Regions from separate parts of the Pan troglodytes genome. Here region 2 is linked to region 1. A link is a contact called in public Hi-C data. All regions are on one chromosome and are shown on one strand. The core of a region is the stretch at or near the end of the contact, and the rest is flanking DNA. Distances in the headings are between cores, read along the strand shown. Region 1 holds the start of FZD5 (frizzled class receptor 5). Region 2 overlaps PLEKHM3 (pleckstrin homology domain containing M3).

Region 1 (7,322 bases), core at 3,366-5,865:
TTCATCAATTAATAAACACAATTTGGACAATAATTTCAGTTGAATTTCATGAGTTTGGCTTTGTCAAATTATGTTTTGTATGGCAGTAGTGTCTTCAACTCAGAAATTTGACGTTTGGTGAATGGATGGATTAATCAATAGATGGACAGATACATGAGTGAATAAATAGACAAGGATGCTTAACAATGTTCTAAATGCTTAAACATTGCATCTTTAAAAAAATTTGGCCAGGCACAGTGGCTCACACCCGTAATCCTAGCACTTCTGGAAGCTGAGGTGGGAGGATTGCCTGAGTCCAGGAGTTCAAGACCAGCTTCAGCAACATAGTGAGACCTGGTCTCTACAAAAAGTTTTTAAAAAATTAGCTGAGCATGGTGATGCATGCCTGTAGTCCCAGCTATTCAGAAGGCTGAGGTGGGAGGATCACTTGAGCCAAGGAGGCAGAGGTTGCAGTGAGCCAAGATCGTGCCACTGCATTCTGGCCTGGGTGACAGAGCACGACCCTGTCCCCCCAACAACAACAACAACAAAATTCAGTGTTTTCTAGTTTGTTGGGTAATAAAGTATGACTCAGGTGAAAATTGTGAGATATTTTATTTTTTAATTGACAAATAACAATTGTATATATTTATGATGTACCACATGATGTTCTGACATATGTATACATTCTAGAATGGGTAAATTGAGCTAATTAACATATGCATTACCTCTACATATTTTTCATTTTTTTTTGTGTGGTGAGAACACTTAAAATCTACTCTCTTAGCAATTTTCATTTACAGTATGTTGTTACTGAACTGTCATCATCATGGTGTGTGAAAGTTTTTGACTCTTTCCATAGACTAAATAAATAACTTCAAGCAAGTCATCAAAGTCATTATAGCGCCAGTTTCTTCATCTGAGGATTAAACGAGGTCTAGCACCCTGCCTAATACATCTTAAACAGCCAGCATATTTTAAAGTGCCTTCAAAATATAGACAAAAAGCAACACAATACAATACAAAAACATATACAATATAAAATGTCTCGCTCCTTTTTTTTTTTTTTTTTTTTTTTAGTGATGAAGTCTCACTATATTGCCAGTGCTGGTCTTGAACTCCTGGGCCCTAGTGATCTTCCTGCCTCAGCTTCCCAAAGCGTTGAAATTACTGGCATGAGCCACCTTGCCCAGCTGAAATAAGTTTCTTTCTATAAAGTTTTCTGCTATCACTATTATTATTAGAGATCTCCAAGTAAAATTAAGATTTTGCTGTTGATGAAGAAAAGGTTTACAAACCAGTAGATAACATTGTTTGCTTCAGAACCTTTACTGGAAAAGGGTCCTGATTCAGACCCCAAGAGAGGGTTTTTGGATCTCGTGCAAGAAAGAATTCCGGGCGAATCCATAGAGTAAAGTGAAAGCAAGTTTGGTAAGAAAGGGCCGAGCGAGGTGACTCATGCTTGTAATCCAGCACCTTGAGAGTCCGAGGTGGGCGGATCACTTGAGGCCAGGAGTTCCAGACCAGCCTGGTGAATATGGCGAAACCCCGACTCTACTAAAAATGCAAAAACTAGCAGGGTGTTGTGGCGTAGGCCTGTAATCCCAGCTTCCTGGGAGGCTGAGGCACAAGAATTGCTTGAACCCAGGAGGCAGAGGTTGCAGTGAGACGAGCTTGCACCACTGCACTCCAGCCTGGGCGTCAGAGCAAGACTGTCAAAAAAAAAAAAAAGAAGGAAAGGAATAAAGAGTGGCTACTCCATAGACAGAGCAGCGGCATGGGCCGCCGGTTGCCCATTTTTATGGTTATTTCTTGATCATATACTAAACAAAGGGTGGATTATTCATGAGTTTCCGGGAAAGGGGCGGGCAATTCCCGGAACTGAGGGTTCCTCCCCCTCTTAGACCATACAGGGTAACTTCCTGACGGTTGCCATGGCATCTGTAAAATGTAAACTGCTTTGGCATTGGTGGGAGTGTCTTTTAGCATGCTAATGTATTATAATTAAGTTACAATAAGCAGTGAGGACGACCAGAGGTCACTCTCCTGGCCATCTTGGTTTTGCTGGGTTTTTGCCGGCTTCTTTACTGCGCCCTGTTTTATCAGCAAGGTCTTTATGGCCTGTATCTTGTGCTGACCTCCTATCTCACCCTGTTGACTTAGAATGTCTTCACCTCCTGGGAATGCAGCCCAATAGGTCTCAGCCTTATTTTACCCAGTCCCTATCCAAGATGGAGTCACTCTGGTTCAAATGCCTCTGACAGAACCGTGTGAAATAACACAAATATTCTGGCTAAATTCCAGTGTGAGTGATTAACATTCTCCAACTTCACATAATTTTTATTATTAGCCAACACTTGTCCATCCCCAGTAATACACACGTTGCATAAAGAGCACAGAATGAGATGGGCCTCCCTTGGCATGTTCATAGTCTGCACATACTTTCCACTGAGGGCTTCCCTTTCTTGCTCACTGCTATGCCCACAGCTTTTCAACTCCCACTATTTTCAACCCCGGGATGCTTCCTGACCCAGAGTGGCAAGTAATTCCAAAACACAAGAGATAAAATATGAACACCTGTAGAATTCCAGAGAAAGAAAGATGTAAGGTATATTTATTCATTTATTTAATTATGCATTTTAGAGTGGGGGGTCTTGCTATGTTGCTCAGGCTGGTCTGCAAACTCCTGGGTTCAAGCCATCCTCCCACCTCAGCCTCCCAAAGTGTTAGGATTACAGGCGTGAGCTATGGCGCCCGGCCTTTTAAACGTTTATTAATAGTTTTGATATCTGCGAAGTGATTGATATTTGTTCCTTTTTAACTTGGAGGCTGGGATTAACACACGTGTTCTTCATTATTGCCCACAAAGCGTTGTTGATACGCAGGAGGGGAGTGGCACTTCCGCAATTTATTCTTCCAACCTGTGGCAATGGGATCCCGGACAGGAGATGGACAGTAACCCGCGGTTGATCTGGATCTAGTCCAGTTAGTCCAGTCCCTATCCCTTCAAGTGTCCCCAGGCCCTCTTGCCTATTTTCGCCCTTTGCCCAGTGGAAGGAAAAGTTTGGGGAGAAGGAAAAAATTTAAACCCTCTTCCTAGGCGTGTGAATGTATTTCAAGTATGCTAAATACCTCAGTCTTCCAATCTAATTACAACACATAGAAAAGAGGCATTTTTAGGACATTTAAAACTTGTAGCATAATTGCGCAACAGAAGAGCGCCGCCGTGTCCCCGCCATCGGTGCGCCCTCCGACCCCCCGCGGCGCGCAAGTGCGCGGCTTAGCAGCAGGCAGCCGGGGACGGAAGGGGACGGGGAGGCCGGCGCCCTGCCCAGCACAGAACCCTGGGTCGGTATCGCTTCTCTCTGCGGGCGACTTCGGAACTGCCTGGGATTATAAACCTCGACCAATAAAGGACTCACATCTTTCTGGGTCTTCTAAAGGCAGAAAGAAATCCATTTTCTTGTCACAACAAGATTTTGTTAAGAGATGCAAAAGTAAAGGTCGAAGCCAGGGAGGCTGCGATGGTATGGGGGGAGGGGCGGCTACGATGGTGAGTGCCGCTGACCAACTACCTGGGTTCGAATCCCAGGGTTGCCATTTGGGCGGCTACTATGTGCCAGGTGATCGGAAAACGGAGGTGAACTTGCTTGCCGAGGTCGCCCTTTCTTGGGGGAACTGTGATTAGCTCGGTTGCCTTGGCCAAGTCTCAGTCTCGGTTTCTTCACCTGTAGGAAGTACCTGCCTCAGAATTGTTGTAAGGAGTGAGATCTTGTCTTAAGATGTAAACGGGCCGGGCGCGGTGGCTCACACCTGTAATCCCAGCACTTTGGGAGGCCGAGGCGGGCAGATCACGGTGTCAGGAGTTCGAGAACAGCCTTACATGGTGAAAGCCCGTCTCTACCAAAAAATACAAAAATTAGCTAGGCGTGGTGGCGGGCGCCAGTAATCCCAGCTACTCAGGAGGCTGAGGCAGGAGAATCGCTTGAACCCGGGAGGCGGAGGTTGCAGTGAGCCGAGATCGCGCCACTGCACTCCAGCCTGGGAGACAGAACAACTCGTCTCAAAAAAAAAAAAAAAAGGATGTAACCGATTAACACTTTGTTGGGCACACAGTAAAGGGCTCAGTAAGTATCCTCTCTTCTTTCACACAGATCCAAGACAGCGCAGAAGGGAGACAGCCACGCCTAAGAATGATTCCTTGAGCAGTTCTTTCAAAGAAGCACTGAACTCTGTAAGGACGCTTAGCTGCAGGCAGAAAGGGCAGGGGCCCTGGGAGCAAAGGTGCATAAGCCAGGAAGTTACAGGAGCGAGTCCTGCACCCAGGGCGCGGGCAGAGAACTCCGGAGGGACTTCTGGCAAGGGCTTCCCGCCCGGGTGCCCAGAGCGGCATGATTAGCATTCGCCCCGCCCCCATCTCCTCCCGGCCCGCGATTTGTCAGCGCTCCTTGGCCGCCCGCTCCTGGAGGGGCCAGAAGGCGCCGGGGGAAAGGCCGAGCCCGCGGGGCAGTGGGCGGGGACGCGCGGAGAGCGTGGCGAGGCGGCCCACCAACCGCGCCCGGGCCTGAGGGGGCGGGGCCGGGGCGGGGCTTCCCGGCGGGCATTAGAAGCAGGTGACCCGGGCGGGGCGGGAGAGGGCAGCCAGCCTGCGGCCGTGAGTCCGCTGTGGTCGCCGCCGCGCGCGGTTCCGTGCTCGCCAGAGGTGGGCGAAAGGGTGCGAGAGCGCGGGGGAGGAGCCGAGCAGGGCACGTCCCGAGAGCGTCGCCACCGCCCCCAGGAGTCCACTGGAGCGCGGAGCCCCCTGCAGGGGAGGAAGCGAGCGGCGGGCGGGACGCGGCGGCCGGCGCTCACCATGCAGTCCCGGCCCGGCCAGCGCCGGCTGCTCGCGGTGCTGTGAGGCGGCGGGGTCCCACGGCCCCCGCCTCCCGCGTTCCTCCCGCCCAGGTGCTGCCAGGCGCGCTCGCCCTCCGTCCGGCTCCCGGCCCCGGGGAGAACGCACGGCCTGCCCCTGCCCGGCTCCGTCTGGATCATGCGGGGGGCTCCCGAGGAGGAGAGGGCGAGTGACCGGCCTGCGCCGCCCCTGTTCTGGGGGCGCCCCCCACTCTGAGTCGCCCCCACCTGCTGCCATGTGCCGCTGCCACGGGTACCCAGCCTGTCGCTAAACTTTCCGGGCGCCAGCCCGGCTCTGAGTCGCGCTTCTCAGCGGAGTGACCCAGGGACGGAGGACCCAGGCTGGTTGGGGACTGTCTGCTCTTCTCGGCGGGATCCGTGGAGGTGAGAACCTTCCCTTTCTCCCTGTTCTTCTCCCGGTTCCTGTGCCCTTTTCCGGGAAGCTGAGGGTTCTGGTCTCCGGGCACTGCCTGAAAGGCCCAGCTTGGAAAGAGAGGGTGGGGGAATCAGTAGTTTGGTTACAGGAGGCGGAGCGGGGAGGAAAGGAAAGGGGTTAACTTAAGAGATTTGGAGACAGCTCGCGGGGACCGAACTGTTGACGCCTCTCCAACAGGGAGTGGTTGCAATCTTTCTTCTCCCCCTTCTTTTTTAAAGAGTCCTTTCCCTGGAATCCGAGCCCTAACCGTCTCTCCCCAGCCCTATCCGGCGAGGAGCGGAGCGCTGCCAGCGGAGGCAGCGCCTTCCCGAAGCAGTTTATCTTTGGACGGTTTTCTTTAAAGGAAAAAGCAACCAACAGGTTGCCAGCCCCGGCGCCACACACGAGACGCCGGAGGGAGAAGCCCCGGCCCGGATTCCTCTGCCTGTGTGCGTCCCTCGCGGGCTGCTGGAGGCGAGGGGAGGGAGGGGGCGATGGCTCGGCCTGACCCATCCGCGCCGCCCTCGCTGTTGCTGCTGCTCCTGGCGCAGCTGGTGGGCCGGGCGGCCGCCGCGTCCAAGGCCCCGGTGTGCCAGGAAATCACGGTGCCCATGTGCCGCGGCATCGGCTACAACCTGACGCACATGCCCAACCAGTTCAACCACGACACGCAGGACGAGGCGGGCCTGGAGGTGCACCAGTTCTGGCCGCTGGTGGAGATCCAATGCTCGCCGGACCTGCGCTTCTTCCTATGCTCTATGTACACGCCCATCTGTCTGCCCGACTACCACAAGCCGCTGCCGCCCTGCCGCTCGGTGTGCGAGCGCGCCAAGGCCGGCTGCTCGCCGCTGATGCGCCAGTACGGCTTCGCCTGGCCCGAGCGCATGAGCTGCGACCGCCTCCCGGTGCTGGGCCGCGACGCCGAGGTCCTCTGCATGGATTACAACCGCAGCGAGGCCACCACGGCGCCCCCCAGGCCTTTCCCAGCCAAGCCCACCCTTCCAGGCCCGCCAGGGGCGCCGGCCTCGGGGGGCGAATGCCCCGCTGGGGGCCCGTTCGTGTGCAAGTGTCGCGAGCCCTTCGTGCCCATTCTGAAGGAGTCACACCCGCTCTACAACAAGGTGCGGACGGGCCAGGTGCCCAACTGCGCGGTACCCTGCTACCAGCCGTCCTTCAGTGCCGACGAGCGCACGTTCGCCACCTTCTGGATAGGCCTGTGGTCGGTGCTGTGCTTCATCTCCACGTCCACCACAGTGGCCACCTTCCTCATCGACATGGAACGCTTCCGCTATCCTGAGCGCCCCATCATCTTCCTGTCAGCCTGCTACCTGTGCGTGTCGCTGGGCTTCCTGGTGCGTCTGGTCGTGGGCCATGCCAGCGTGGCCTGCAGCCGCGAGCACAACCACATCCACTACGAGACCACGGGCCCTGCACTGTGCACCATCGTCTTCCTCCTGGTCTACTTCTTCGGCATGGCCAGCTCCATCTGGTGGGTCATCCTGTCGCTCACCTGGTTCCTGGCCGCCGGCATGAAGTGGGGCAACGAGGCCATCGCGGGCTACGCGCAGTACTTCCACCTGGCTGCGTGGCTCATCCCCAGCGTCAAGTCCATTACGGCACTGGCGCTGAGCTCCGTGGACGGGGACCCAGTGGCCGGCATCTGCTACGTGGGCAACCAGAACCTGAACTCGCTGCGCGGCTTCGTGCTGGGCCCGCTGGTGCTCTACCTGCTGGTGGGCACGCTCTTCCTGCTGGCGGGCTTCGTGTCGCTCTTCCGCATCCGCAGCGTCATCAAGCAGGGCGGCACCAAGACGGACAAGCTGGAGAAGCTCATGATCCGCATCGGCATCTTCACGCTGCTCTACACGGTCCCCGCCAGCATTGTGGTGGCCTGCTACCTGTACGAGCAGCACTACCGCGAGAGCTGGGAGGCGGCGCTCACCTGCGCCTGCCCGGGCCACGACGCCGGCCAGCCGCGCGCCAAGCCCGAGTACTGGGTGCTCATGCTCAAGTACTTCATGTGCCTGGTGGTGGGCAT
Region 2 (7,322 bases), core at 2,171-4,670, 130 kb before region 1:
ATGGAAAGGACACAAGGAGAAAGAACAAAAAATACCATTGCTTTGTGAAAGGGCATGTGGTGGTATCGGGAAACCCTACCTAACTGACCCAACCACCAGCCTTATGGCGTCCTGGGCCTTTTTGGCCTCTTCTGGACTCCTTCATCATCCTGCTTCTTGTCAGTTTCAGGCGTTTTAGAGTAAATTGTTTTCCCTGTTTGATTTTTCTCCTCACTGCTAAAGGTTTCTGTAAAAGCAGACCTGTCTGTCATATCAAGTAACTAGAGAAAAGGGGCTTTTAATGTTCAGATTTTGCAGGGGAAAGGAAAATAAACTAAAGCAAGTGACTCAAGAGTTATAAATCAGAAAAAACAATAATGCAGATATTCTTCTTAAATGCACAGGTTCCTGTCTACACATTTCTCTTAAGTTAATTTGATTTTTCCCATTAGCTCTTATTTAAAAAGCAAAACAGACATTTTCCTCTTCAAAAAGAAAAAAAATAGGTAAGAATTTAATAAACATGGTGAAAGGAGATTTATAATTTAGAGATAATTTTAAAATAATATAGTACACAAAGCACTAATAATACTTAAAAATGCTGAAAGAATTCTGGTACCAAAAAAATTGCAATCTTATTGTCCTCTGTCTGGTTTTATGTTTATAAGTAACAATGCCTAAAATTTTAGCAGATAGACTCAATTTAACAATTTGGCTGAAGATTTCAAGCTACCTTACCGCTGCTTTTGTTACATTCAAGACAGTTTTCCCCCTTCTCATTATTTGAATTACTGTCCTCTTTGCATGCATTTTCCCTTACTATTGTACATTTAGATGTGAGGAAAGAAATAGCAAGGATTGACAATTGCTTTACAAAGGAGATTCCCTCCAGTTGTTCTGGGAACGATTGTCTCCTGCTCACTGTTCACTGAGTACCAGTTATTGGCAAAATTAATACTCAGACTGAGTCCCTAATTGTCTGTTTGTTTGACCAGTGATTGAATTGCTCACTGGTATGACTTGCACATTGAAAAAGTAGTAGTTGAATGTAGTCATTATCTGACTACAGTCAGTTGGTAGCGTTTAGCCATAACGTGTAAAATGGAGCCAAGTAAACCTGGCCTAGTAGCAGGGCCAAGGAAGAAGCATAAGACACAGGCAGAGGCTCTCCAGATCCTAGGAGCTCCAGGGAGCATGGCCTTCCTTTACTCATTTCTTGTGTTTAGAATTCCAGGTGAATTTCTGTTCTGCAAACTAGATATTGTTAGAAAAACATATTCAATCCAAACTCTTTGAATATAACTTTAACAGAAGGTACTGCTCATTTTTTAAAAAATAAAATCTTACAAACTTTCTTTGAGGAGGTATGAATGCATGGTGGTTTTTGAAGTGACCAAGTACTTCCTTATAAAGGAAGTAGCAGGCAACAACTCAGCGTGTGTGGATGCATGGACTAGTATTGGTGCATGTTTTGAATGGGGAAACGAGGCACTGCTTTTTAAGAGCTTTTCCTTGGTTAGCTACTTTGAGAAGGATAAATAGAATAGAATTTGTGTTTTGTTATTTTCAGTCTATCCAGCATTATCACAAATCCATGAGAAGGCTTTAAGACAGGAATGCAATAAAAATATATGCTCACCTGAGATGGCAAGACTTGTACCGTAACTCTCAATGCCTTAACTTTTGGTGTCAGCTATCTGCTTTCCCTGTTAGGTATGTGACAAACCATCTCCTTACTCACATCCCCTTGGCACTTTTAACACTGATGAAAAGGTTCCAGATTTTACCAGTAGAATACATTAGTACATATAAATAAATGGTCAAGAGTTCTTAGTTGTTCTTAAGGAGCAAATCAGAACTCTGGTTTAATATGTCAGTCTTTGGACTGTGTAAATGATAGGAGAATTCTTCTAAAGTTCCTTCTACTTGCTGAAAGAAAAGGTCAGATTTTACTTTTAAATTTTGGCTACCTGTGCTCTTGTGACAAAACCTAAAATGTATATTAATGACTAACTCTTCTGGTATTACTCACCTTTGGGGGCATATGTAAGTTAAGCATTGAATGATTCTATTTGTGGCGATTCATGAGAAAGGATACTGGATGATCCCATGGGTGAGGTGGCTGGTTAGAGTAGGCCCCCCCCACTCCCTCCACTGCCCACCACCTCACCCCCGCACACACACACCCCTCTTGTGAGACAATCTAAGGAGCTAATTTTCTCATTATTTTCCTTCCCTGGGCCCTAAATTTCCAAATGAGACCCTACCTTTAGGTGAAGGCTGTTTAGATTCTAGTTTATAGGAAATATATTACCCAAGAAAAATAAATTATTATTTTGGCAGAAATTCATTTGAAAACATGGCATGGTATTGGGGGCGGGGAGACATTTCCACAGATAAGTTTTAATGAAAGAAAAAGGACAGGAAAGTCTGGAATTTGGAGTACTTACTAAAGAGTTGTGAAGTGGGAAGGATGCCAGGTGGGAGGACCCACAGCACTCAAGAGCCATGAAAAGAGAGAGGAGTGACCAGATGTACACTACCTTTCTGGAATTGCCTAGCACTGCCTAAACCGTTTGTTTTATACTAAAGCAATACACACTTACACTAAGCAACTAATGTAACTTATGCAACATAGAAATGTTCAGTGGATGGATGGATGGATGGATGGATGGATGGATGGGTGGGTGGATGGGTGACAGGGTGTATATGTACATATGTTCATACATATACTATCGTGAACTCACTGGTTCTCTCTCCCCTGAAAAGCAAAGCAAACTGATTAACATTAGCCGCTAAACAAAACAAAATTAGAAAAGCTGGCGATGAAATAACAATGCACAGAATTCTAAAACCAAATAAAAATCTCTGCTTATGTCAGAATAATGGGGAGTTGTTTAGTGTTGTAAACTTCCTGAACACTCCATATCCTGAACAGTTAACTCTTCAGTTAACTTTTTTGCTAGTCCAGCATACCCACAGAGCTTAGGAATTGTCATCCGTGTGACCTCAACATTTGTTGGAATTGGCCCCTAAAGAAATAATTCAAACAGTGGTCTTACCTCAACTGTTTTCTAGCTGGTAAGATCACGAAAAGGCAATGTTTAAGGTATTTCAAGGCCACTTTTAAACAACATACTTTACTGAATTCTTCTTCAAGGAAGTGATGTGAGTTATTTTGCACGGCCCTGCCCCACCAAACAAACCCATTATCAGAGAACGTTTTTCTCTATGGACGCTCTTCACAGAGTCAGCAGACAAAGGCCGAGCCTAAGTGGGCACCCAGCACAGCTGCCCTTTCACCAAAGAAGTAACAGGTGATGACCTTTATTCACACAGGGGTTGACATCTTTGAATCCACAGCTCACAGGAACACAGCGCCTCAGTGCCCACAACCGAGTCACCAGTCCCAAGCCTCAGGAGCCCAAGGAACTTGTATTCATAGCTTCTCAGCAGCCCTGATCCCTACACCATTGTCCACCCAGGCATTAGTGGTGAGGATAACTAATTAGGGGCATTCGGATTTAACAAGCAGAAAAACAAAGCGTGACAGCTCGCCTGTGTTGTTCCATGGCAAGTGCCTGTGTCTGCTGCAGCCGGCACTGCCTTCAGAAACCACTGAACATAATCTGGGGCGAGACAGGAACGAGGCCTCCATTAAAACATCACTAAATCTCTGTTAACTATTTTAGCCACGGCTCTTCCAACCAATTAATGAGCTAGGAAAGAGGACTATAAGTTATTTGGGGAACAAATTATGCCTTTTAAGCAAGTGGGTTTTCAAAAAATGAATGCACAGGCTAAGATCTTGCTGGGGAGGAGGAAGGGATTGAGTGTTATTCTTTGAAGTTTTGATAGACAGGCAGCAGAGCAAATGGAAAAGTGCTGTTTCTCAAGAGAGCAGGTGTATCTTGAGTGGGTGCCGAACAGTTCATGCCTCATGCTCGGTCTCCCAGTGTGTTTCACATCGTACAGGGAGGGGAACGGGAAGAGTGACAACTGCTGCTAGGTGCCAGGACTGGAGCTGGGTCTTCTGACTTCTCACTTTCAGTCTTGATGTCTTTACTACCTGCTGAGCATAACTACTAGTTTTCTGGTGTTTTGGTGATGGGGCCAGTTAGCTGAGTGGGTTAAAGCAGGTGATTAGCAAGGTGCTGGTGCAGATTGTTCTTTATGCAAGCTGACTTTTCTGTTCTGCAGACCCAGGCACTACAGCCAAATCTAACCTGATCCACAGATGATTGAAGGATCGGGGGAGCTCGGCACAGGATGTGGCAGCAAATGTGTGGCGCTAAGGACAAAGTCACTGCCTTTTGTGGAAGCCAGATCAGAAAGATGACTGTGTGTTGTGAGTGGTGGATAGAGAGCCCTGTTGCCCAGGTGAGAAGGAGCTCAGTTGAGATAAGGATTCCAGGAGCCAACTCGAGCCCCTCAGGTAGAGACAACAATACCGGTTGAGGCTGCAGCTGTGGAGTTGGATGGTGTTTAGTCAGTGCTGAAATCACTTTCCTGGGAGTCCCTTGGCATGCAGTCATCTGAGTGCTGTTGTTGTTGTTGGGTTTTTGTTGTTTCCTATTTTAAAAGAGTAATCATAATACTGACGAAGTGAGGGCCTGTTTTCAAAGAACATTTACTTAAAGATATAGAGTAAGGTTAGCATCGGTCTTGCCAGTGGTAGAAACCTATGCCACCAACAGCCATCATGAAAGGGCCCCAGGAGTCTTTCTGGTTCTTCATTTCTATTCAGTTTGATTCAACAAGTGTGTATTGATTGAATGCTTTCTGTGTGCCAATCATTGAGCTAGCCACAGAGGAGGCAAAGGTGATTAAGCCACAATTCCTTCCCTCACTGAGCTCACAGTCTGATGAGAGAGGCAGATAGGCATTGTTGAAGTCAGCGGAGTTGAACCTAGGGTACTTGGGGAATACATCTGACCAAGTGTGTGGCAGATTGTATTTTGCAAAAATAGCTGCAACAGTACCTTCCATCCCACATGTCTTTCTTACACTGTGACTTTGATGCTCCTCCTATTCAGTAGTGAGATCTGTGTTCCTTCTCCCCGAATTTGGGCAGGTCTGTGACTATGGAAGTGATGCCATGTGATTTCCAAAGCCAAGTCATAAAAGGTGATATATCTCCAACCTGGTGCTGTCTGGAGATGCTCATTCATGGCAACCCAGTGGCCATGTTGTAAGGAAGTCCAGATTAGCCCTCATAGAACAACCACATGAACAGGTCTCATATGGTAGTTGCTCTAGCTGGCAGCGATCATCAGCCACCAGAGAGATGAGTGAAGACAGCCCCACATGATTCCAGCTGCTAGCCTTCAAGTCTTCTCACCTAGGCTAGAGATGAGGCTGCAGATATTATGGAGCAGAAACAAACCATCTCCACAGTGTCCTTCCTGGAGTCCTGACCGACCGACAAAATGTGTGAGCCCATAATAAAATGGTTGTTTTGCACCACTAGGTTTTTGTTCGTTGGTTTTTTTTCACCACTAAGTTTTGGGGTAATTTGTTTTGCAGTAATAGTAACCAGAACACCCAGTAACTTGGCCATCAGGGAAGGCTTCCTAGAGGCTATGACTGTAAGTTAAAAGTTTGGCCCATAATCATGAGCCAGAGAGAGAGGACTAGGAAGAGAACTTTGAGGCCATGGTAACCTTAAACCACTCTAATGATCTGATCTACAGTGTTTCTTCCATGGGGGCAAGCTAAAGAAAATTTTCACTACCAACTGTGACATTTCTTAACACTGTCTGCATGCTTCAGGATTATTCTGATAAATTGTCTCAACAAAACATTCGTAGAATGAGTAAAACGGTATCGCTTCACTTCCCTCAGAAATGAAAGATTCTGGGATGTGCCTTGAGGTGCAAGAATGAGGAATTGAGTTTTAAATCTTTCCATCCCACCTGTGCACCTGAAATGTGAGCCCAACTCTGTCACCAAGCCCCTCGCTGGGTGTTTTCTCCCTATTCATTTATTCACTCAGCAAATATTTATTAAGCATGTACTATGTATCAGGAGCCATGTTACCCCTGAAATTGAAAGGTCACATTTTCTCAGAAACGGACTAGATTCTTACTGATTATGGTCAAACTCTTGCACTCTGTCTATGTGCCAGGAACTTGTAGTCAAAGCTGCTCATGATTCTGTTCCACTTGGTGATGTCCAGTAGAATTTCATCCCTTGATGCCTTGGACTAGCCATCCCACCACACCCACAGTTGGTCTTCAAGGGACTAGAAGGATAACCAGAAGGCACTATCTATTCAGATGTTTGAGGGCTGAGGAGGTTTCCAGCACTTCACCCAATTCGGAAATGTAACCAGGATGCATGGCAACCTCAGAAGACAGCATTGCCACATGTGTCTTAGCAGACATCATTGTCTCCATGTGATAGTGGCCTGCGATTCCCTCCATATTTGGAACTTGCAGCTTTTCAACAATATTACACCCATCTTTGTGAGGAAACATTAGAAGGCTGATGGAGGCAGCTTTTCATATTGTTGTTTGGCTTTTATTTGAACTTCTGGCTAAAGCCTAGTGAACCATCAACACATTTGCTCCTGGAATTTTATTTTATTTTATTTTATTTATTTATTTTTTTGAGACAGGGTCTTACTCTGCTGGCCAGGCTGGAGTGCAGGGGCATGATCATGGCTGGCTGCAGCTTTGACCTCCTGAGCCCGAGCAATCCTCCCATCTCAGCCTCCCAGGTAGCTGAAACCATAGGCACGCGCCACCACGCTACGGCTGATTTTTAAAATGTTTTATAGAGGTGGGAGTCTCCCTATGTTGCTCAGGCTGGCCTTGAATTCCTGGACTCAAGCAATCCTCCCACCTCAGCCCCCTGTGTAGCTGGGACTACAGGCTTGCACCACCATGCCCAGCTAATTTTTGTGGGGTTTTTTGGTAGAGATGTGTTTTCGCCATGTCGCCCGGGCTGATCTCGAACTCCTGGGCTCAAGTGATTTGCCCGCCTCAGCCTTCCAAAGTGCTGGGATTACAGGCGTGAGCCAGCACGCCTGGTCCATTTCACGTTTTAAAGGAGGGAATTCTGGCTCTAGAATAGAGCTATGTTGACTGGTATTCCTGCAGAGACCAGGCAAATGGCATCTGTCCCTGAAGCAGGCCCAAGGGGAGACAGGTTGTGCAGATGAACCAGAGAGAGCTTCCATATCTGAAAGGGGCAGCTGTTACTCAGTAGCCCCAGAGTTGTCTGCTCTTCCCATTTTCCAAGAGAAGCCGGAAATCTGTATTTTTATGTGAAATTTCTCAATATTTAAACACTCTGCAGGCCAAACAAAACACAGCCACCAGTTTTGACCTCTGCTTTAT

Evidence for each region. Hi-C and Micro-C count contacts between places; a contact is called where the count stands out from the background.
Region 2: a Hi-C map of stem cell-derived neural progenitor cells shows a contact between it and region 1, with 3 times the contacts expected there. The contact joins the enhancer-like site here to the promoter of FZD5 in region 1. A contact is called at or near these places in 2 of 7 Hi-C or Micro-C datasets (induced pluripotent stem cells and stem cell-derived neural progenitor cells), 1 of 1 datasets of contacts at active chromatin or transcription factors (stem cell-derived excitatory neurons) and 1 of 1 other capture datasets (stem cell-derived neural stem cells).

Annotation. Positions count from the first base shown.
Region 1 is chr13:110,003,332-110,010,653 of NHGRI_mPanTro3-v2.0_pri, reverse strand. It overlaps FZD5 (frizzled class receptor 5), which reads left to right and starts at 4,615. Exons shown (of 2, transcript XM_063790696.1): 1 at 4,615-5,253; 2 at 5,524-7,322. The coding sequence starts at 5,779.
Region 2 is chr13:110,133,674-110,140,995 of NHGRI_mPanTro3-v2.0_pri, reverse strand. The region is part of intron 6 of PLEKHM3 (pleckstrin homology domain containing M3); the gene reads left to right. Among named protein-coding and RNA genes, the nearest start is that of FZD5, 130 kb to the right of the region's middle. Within about 2 kb of position 3,420, at least 12 of the 24 cell types and tissues checked have an H3K27ac peak or open chromatin away from gene starts, as enhancers often do. A contact at or near this core is called in stem cell-derived neural progenitor cells and stem cell-derived neural stem cells, where this site is marked.